2 separate regions of the Gossypium arboreum genome follow, and region 1 is linked to region 2. The links are chromatin contacts, called in public Hi-C maps. All regions are on one chromosome and are shown on one strand. Each heading gives the region's core, a stretch centred on a gene start, on an enhancer-like site or on the middle of the called end of the contact. The rest is flanking DNA. Distances are from core to core; before and after follow the strand shown.

Region 1 (4,001 bases), core at 1,066-3,565, 210 kb after region 2:
TCTGCAAGATTTCAATAAATATGATAATACTAATCATAAATTCAAAAGCACATTGACAGTACAATTGAATTGTAATACCTTTGAAAATTAACTACAATATTAAATATATATATCACATACTAATCCAGAAAGTTGGGGGGCGACACAACTTACTCCTGCTTTGGGTTCTTGGAGAAGAACATCTTCCTCTGCATAACCAGTCTCCTCCAAAAATAAAGGAAATGGTTTTTTTGAAAAATGCCAGCACAATGTCAACAAGTTTAACAGATATTTAAGTTCAGCATTTATATCTGGTCCTTTGAGCTCAATGCTATCTTTACCACCAAATACACTTGCAACATGTAAATGTCCCTGAAAAAAAAAATAACCATATTGTTTGTAGTGCCAATAATAGATACATCAAATTGACAACGAACTATTAAGAGTTTCTATAAACACTACTTCATAAAAACACGAAAGCCTGATCTGGTGATTTGTTTACAGAATACAAGAAATTCCAGGAGGATATAGGATATCATATCAAGTTCTATAATTATCTCAGTACAATAAAACTAGAGCATCGTATGGAGAAAATATGTTTCTGCCCAAGAACAAACAAATACATGTACTGTAAAATGGCTTTAAAAACATCAAATGAATTTGTCTTTGATGCTCATACTGAGATGCATTAGGTTTACAATGAAATGCAGTGTTAAGACATCATACAACTATACCTGTTGCACAGAGGCATGATAGGTCTTGACTCCTAACTGTGAGAACCATGCATGGATTAAGTACAAAACAGATAATGACATAAAAACAAACCAAAATCCATTGCACTGGATTCATCCTTTAGATTAAAAACCTTACTTATAAATCTCAACACAAAATTCGAAATGTAAGTTAGGTTCATGATGGTAGTGGCATAACAAAAGGATTCAGAATTCTGAACTCATGATTCTGATATGAACACTGTAATTAACAAGAAAGTCGAATGATAGTAGATTTAAACTAACTGGAGCAGAATCATGAAATTTGGCAGAAAAACTAGCATTAGTCCAACACCCATCATCTCTCGTATGTAAATGAAACTGCCAACTTCTTTAAAAACAACTTCCCCCACCCCTCCCAAACACTCGTATTCTAGTTACTAGCCAATCTGTTTTACAGTCCTCAAAACAGAGTAAATGAAACCAATAAAATAATCATGGCATCAAACATTACAGCAGCAATAAAAATCAAAGGATGCATACGGTACCTGCCTCTTCAATAAGAAGTTGATCCCAAATGCCAAATCTCCAATGGGCCACTTCCCTAGAGTCTCAGAGTATGTAAACCTAAGAGTTTCAGACAAAGTAGAAATCGTCTCTACCCACGTTGCAGGAGCTTGAATTAACCTATGCGAAACGCGATCAAGCCCTGAAGAAGGATTATTGGACAAATCACTTCCATTTTCATTGTCATCGTTACCAGACCTATCTGTCTGCAATTTACGATTCAATGTATAGTACAGAAGAGCAGCTGCACCAGCTGCGGTAGCCATAGTTGCAGTTGCCATGAGTTTATCCCTAAAATATTAAATAAAAGCACAATTATAATTACCTCAGAAAGCTTGTAATATCACATTCAAACATAGACGAGAAATATAGTCAATGCTTTCTAAAAACAATATTGGAGAAAGGAGAGAGCATTGTAACCTTGTATTTGGCTGCTGGGAAAACTAAAGAGAAAGAAAGAAATCGAAATTCAGATCCTATTTCTAATAGCTAACATGCTTCATCGCAATACAGAGCTATAAACTTTGAGATATATCATCTACGGATTAAACGAAAAAAAAAAAAAACCCATACACACACAAACACACGGAATGTGAAAAAAGAATAAAACATGACAACCTAAACATGAGGAAAATCTGGGGGGAAAAAACCCTAATAACACGGCAAATCGGAATATTTAAAATTAACGAACCTGAGGAGCTCGATATTCACTGAAATTCTCCGATTAATTACGAAAACTACCTTCGTGTGTAAAGAAACCGATTGATTACTCAACGCATATTCTTTTATTTTATGTTTATTATTATTAGAGAGGGAGTGAGTGGGGGAGGCATGGGTTAATTAGTGGAAAATTTTTGTAATGCCGGTTTGTAGTACACGTGTCCGAATCTAATTGCAGGGAAGCTAGGAAATAGGTGTTTTAAGAATTTAAACCGACCTTAGCTTAGCTATTAGGATTGTACTTTTCCGGTCTTGGTGTCTTCTACTGTAAGGATGGGAGGGGTGGCTTCAAAGTACAAGTCCGGATGCAGAATTTATTCAAGTGTAACCCGTCTCTATTGTGGTTTGAATTATATTTTTGGTTTAAATATCCCAAATTATTTTTTATTTAAAAATCTTAGTCCTCCATTTAATTTTACTATTAAAGTTAACAATGTCAAAAATAAAATAATTCTTAAAAATAAAAAATTATTAAAAAAGATAAAACTCATTAAAATTATAAAAAATTATAAAAAATTATAAAATTCAATGTTATATAAATCGGACCGGATAGGGAATCGATTAGGGTATCAATTCGGCGAGACGTAAAAATTAGTTGACTAACGAACTGGTACAAACTAATTGAAATAAGCTTAAAATTGGTTGAATCGATAGTTGAATCGATTTTGAATTGGCCTAACCAATTGGTTCCTAGAATAACCAATATAAGCTGGTTCAAAGCAAATAAATTATTAAAACTTATAATAAAAATTATAAAATTGGTTTAATTGCTAGTTCAACTGATTTTTAATTTAGTTCAACCAGTCTCTTCTAATTCACAGGTCTACAAATTTTTAAAATTTTAAACTTTTTTAGCCCTCAATATTTATAGTTTTTATCAATTTGGTCCATACGCTTCAAAAGTACATTATTTTTTTATAAAATTTTAAAAATATATTTTTCTTATTTAAAAAATAAATATTTAAAAAATATAATTTTAGTAAAAATAAAACTCTTTAAAATAAAAATAAAAAATAAAAAGATATTTTTAAAAATATTTTTAAATATAAAACTTTCAAAATTCAATGTTATCTAAATCGAATCGGATTGATTGGATCAAGAACTAGTTGGGTATTGGTCTGATGAGAGATAAAAATCTAGTTAACCTAGAATCGGTACGGACTACTTGAATCGAGCTAAAAAAACCAGTTGAACTGGCGATTGAATTAATTTTATAATTTCTTTAATTTTTTTATTTTTAGTAATTTATTTTCTTTAATCCGGATGGATAGATTGTTTTGGAAATCAATTGGCCACACTAGTGTTGGGGATCAACCCAATTAAGCAACGAACAAGTAAAAATAGCGGAAAAATTTGAGAAATTGAATACAAAAATTTAACGTGAAAAAACCCCCCCAAAGAGGATAAAAAAACCACGGGCAAAGATATTTTTACTGTAATGGAAAAAGAACGAAGAGTATAAAAGATGAAAATAAAAACTAAACCTCAAAACCTGAAAACAAAGAACCTTCAGAACCTAAACACAAAATTCTCCAAAAGTGTTATGAGTTCAATATTTAATAGGTGTATTTTCTAAAGTTGTAAAAGAGCCTATTTATAGGCTAAATTCGTAGGTCAAATACTAATAAAATAATCTAGACTAATCAGAATTTAACTGAAACAAAAAAACAAAGTTTAATTGGAAGATTATCTCTCAAATTTGATTGAAATATGAGGCATACTCAACAAATCTCCAGCTTAACTCGTATTTCCACAATGCCATCTTTGCCAAAGCCTGCCACGGGCCTATCTTGAACTATGCAGGGAATTAACTAAGTCGAATCTATGCTTAGAAGTTAGAAGACTTCTAGTGTAACAGCCCGATTTTGGGCCTAGTCGGAACAGTGGTTTCAAGACCACAAATCTGACGTAGTAAAACTTTTTTTATCACATTTTTATGGTTTAAAATTTTCTGGAATGATTTCATGAAAATTTCGTTCAAAAATTTTGACGTTTGAGCATTCAATTTAGCAAAAAAGGACTAAA
Region 2 (3,875 bases), core at 454-2,953:
TTAAGAAAAACTATTTTACTCGTGTTAATTTCATGCTTTATTAATAAGAGAATCATGGTTTGCAAAATCCAATCGGTTTCACTAATTTATTTAAAAATATTATACGTAATTTTTATGTGTTTATATTTCTAATTCTTTAAATGGTATAATTTTACAATTTAAAATATATATATTTACTAATTAAATGAACATAGGTATAATTTATAATAAAATTCTACTATTTTTGATAAATAATTTAGAGAATAAAATGTTTTAAAAGTAATGAAAATAGAAAATAATTGATAATAAAATATTAAATAATTAGATAAAATAAAATTGAATTAATATATAAATTATTAAAATTAATATAGAAATTTGGAACTAAGAGGACAAATTTAATGTTATATTACCTTATAATCAATTAAATAAATTTTCAATCTCTTTTCGATACTATTGTTGTTCGAATATGATTCGACTACTAACTTATTATTACTAATTATCTCCATATGCTACTTGATTGAATGTGTTTAACTATTTGATAATATTCTCTAATATTAATTAAGTGATAATTAATGGATAAAATAAAACTCAATTTTACAACAATCTTTCTTTTAATTGATTTAACATAGTACTTTGCCTCTAATAAACTTAAATTAAATTATAATTAGATTTAAATATCAATTAAAAGATTTAAATTAAATTATATTTATTACTTAAAATAAATTTAAAATTTATGTCTCATATATTAAAATATTAATAATGAGTTACAATAAAGTATTTTAATATTTTTATAATAATTTAAGTTGATGTATTTTATATATCATAATATTATAAATTTGAATATTATTTAAATTTATATTTTTACTTTATAATATCAAATCTACAATAAACATTTTATCCTTTCAAAAATATTTTTAACAAATTTACTAAATATTTAAAGCTTAAATCAAATTTTTCGGTATAAGTAAAATTTTTAATTACCATACTTTTTTTTTTTATTCGCTATATCTCGGTTTACTGAGATAGTGTTTGGGATTTGTGACTACCATTTTCAATAATCTTGTCTCCAAAATTTGAATTTACATTCTTTTGAGAATGTAATAGGTCTTACCAAATGCACCCAACACTTAATGGTGATCACAAATACTACTTCAAGTTAACCTTATATTAATATTTAGATGTCAATACAATTTGTAATTATTACAATACTTAAATAAAAACTAAAACTTTTAAATTAAATTATAATTATTTTTAGTTGTCAATCTAATAATATGATAAAAAAAGAGAGAATATTTTTATTTATTCAAAACTTTATCTAAATTCATGCTTTTATATATATATTATAGATAGATAATATCTTAAACATTCATTATACATTATAAATTCAATTAAAAGATTAGCAAAGCTAATTTTATTGACTCTAAAACTTGGAATGTTTTAAAACATTATTGAAAGACTAATACACTAAACTAAAGTCAAAGTAGTTACAAAACATTAAAATATTCCAATCCATAACCCAAATATTAAAAACATTACAATCCTTAATTCATGATGCGAAATCTTGGGAATAATTTTTTTTTTTTTTGAAATTAAAATTGGCCGGGTACTTTATTTGGAAAAAGAAAACTAAAATAGGCCCAAACAGATCAATTGGGCTCAATCCTACTCTGGCTAGGAACATACAAAAGAAGAACGGCCTTACTGGACAGTTTAATAGTGGAGGCCTCCTAAAGGAATTAAAAAAAGAAAAGAACTATTAACTGGATAAGAACGACAGAAGCAATAAATGATAATGAAAAGAAAACAGGAAACCTACTCATCCACCCCGGTCAACTCAAACTGCTGGCACCCATTAAAACTACTCGCATTTTCATTTCAAAAACCACCCGTTCTGATGATAACAATTCCCAAAGAGAAAAATAAATCATTTCTGCTATCTGGTTGGGAGTCTCATTTGTCTCAAAGGTCCTTCAGTCTGGGCATCGTGGCCATCGCCCCGCCGAACCGAACGCCTGGTCATGTAGTTCTTCTCCCGTCAGGTACGATCTTTCTCCTCTTGCAAGTGTGTTCTTTGCGATTCTATGAGCTCTCAAGTTCTCTGATCTGTGGATATACTGGAAGTGGATCTCTTGAAATCTGGTTGTTGTATTTTGAATATCTCTGATAATCGCTCCGATCTCTGATTTGTCTTTTGTTGTTGTTTGACACTTTTTAACAACTGTTCTGGAATCCCCATGATTTTAACCGATTGCAAACCCATGGAAATCCCTAACTTAATGGCTTCATAACATGCATATGCTTCTGCTGCAAATGCGGACACGTTGCTGTGAAGGTTCGACTTTAATGCCAATAGTTCACCCCTAATCCCCCACGCTACCAGACCTGTCGCTGACTTGAAATTTCTGCCATTAAAAGCTGCATCAAACTTAACCGTCAAACTCGGTGAGTCTTCCTGAGCGCTTTGGTTTTTGATGGTATTAACATGACTCTTTTTTGATCGCATTCCTTCGTATTCCTCCATATGTCTCTGTACGCTTTTTGCTAGATCTGTGCCAGTCGTGCTCTTTCTCTCATGAATAAATTGATTTCTGGAAAACCAGATTAACCACAAAGCATAGCAGAAAAGCTGGCATTGTTCATCATTCCCTCTCGTGAAAACCTAGGTTAGCCACTCCCAAATATTTTGACTCGCAGTATTAATTACCCAGGAAAGCTGTAACTTTTGCCACACTTCTGTTGATATAAGACCGTGACGAAGGACGTGGAGGCTATCTTCAACACTGAAACAGCATCGAAATTATTTTTTAAAGGGATGTTTGAAAAACGGGAATCGATTTTTGAAAAATGAAAACGGGAGTTATTAATTTTTCTAGGTGTGATTGAATCATTTTATAAAATGTTTTAGTTTATTAAAATTAAAAAAAATAGGTTTGAGAGTCGGTTACGTACAAGGAAGGATTAGCACTCTTGCAACTCTAAAAATTGGTACCAAATTGAATAGATTTTTGTCTTAATGTCAAAAATTTGAAAGGATTTAAAAAATAAGATTTTTTAAATTGAAATTATTTAAGTTAAAAAAAATTGAAATTCTTTAGCTCTAAAAGAATATAAACATTACATCTAATATGATAAGACATGATATTTTTAAATTTTCGTAATTGAAATTATTTCGTGATTTACAAAATCTATTTAGAATGATATTTTAAGCATTTAGACAGATATTTTAAGCATTTAGACAAATGAAAATCGTAACTTAACATGTTAGGGCATTATTTCGAAATTTTAAACATTAAGCATAGCTTTTATTTTTTAAAAAATTCTTGGAGTATTATTTTAAATAACGTTTTAGGATGACATATTAATGCATTATGAAATATAGATGTATAAAATATTCTAACTTTTTATACAAACATAAATAATATCATTAAGACAACTAAATAACATGAGTAGAAGTTTAATAAAAAAATCATACTAAGGTAAATATAAGTTAATAAACAAATAAAAATATGAGTAAACTAAAAGAAAAATATAATACATGTAAAATTATATAATAATATATATCATAAAATAGAACATAAAAGAAATAATTAAACATAACATAAAAAAATGAAACTATGCATAAATAAGATAAATGACATACACTAAAAAATGAATAAATAGAATATTTACAAATTATAAAAAATATAATGCAATAGTTTAAAATACATGAAATGATAATATAATATATATACATGCATAGAAAATATATATTTGAAAATAAACTATATAAAAAGTTAAATATTATAATATACAAAATACATAATCAAATGTATAAAAGATAGGAATAAATATACATATTTGAAAAATGAAGAAATTAAAATAAAAAAAAGGTTGAAAAACTAAGATAGACGAAAAAT

What was found. Hi-C and Micro-C count contacts between places; a contact is called where the count stands out from the background.
Region 1: a contact with region 2 is called in a Hi-C map of leaf, with 2.1 times the contacts expected there. The contact joins the promoter of LOC108470556 here to the promoter of LOC108473886 in region 2. A contact is called at or near these places in 2 of 5 Hi-C or Micro-C datasets (both in leaf).

What each region holds. Positions count from the first base shown.
Region 1 is chr6:16,539,015-16,543,015 of ASM2569848v2, forward strand. It overlaps LOC108470556, which reads right to left and starts at 2,316. Exons shown (of 8, transcript XM_053030190.1): 1 at 2,194-2,316; 2 at 1,238-1,547; 3 at 154-351; 4 at 1. The coding sequence starts at 1,537.
Region 2 is chr6:16,331,127-16,335,001 of ASM2569848v2, forward strand. It overlaps LOC108473886, which reads left to right and starts at 1,704. Exons shown (of 2, transcript XR_008284268.1): 1 at 1,704-2,018.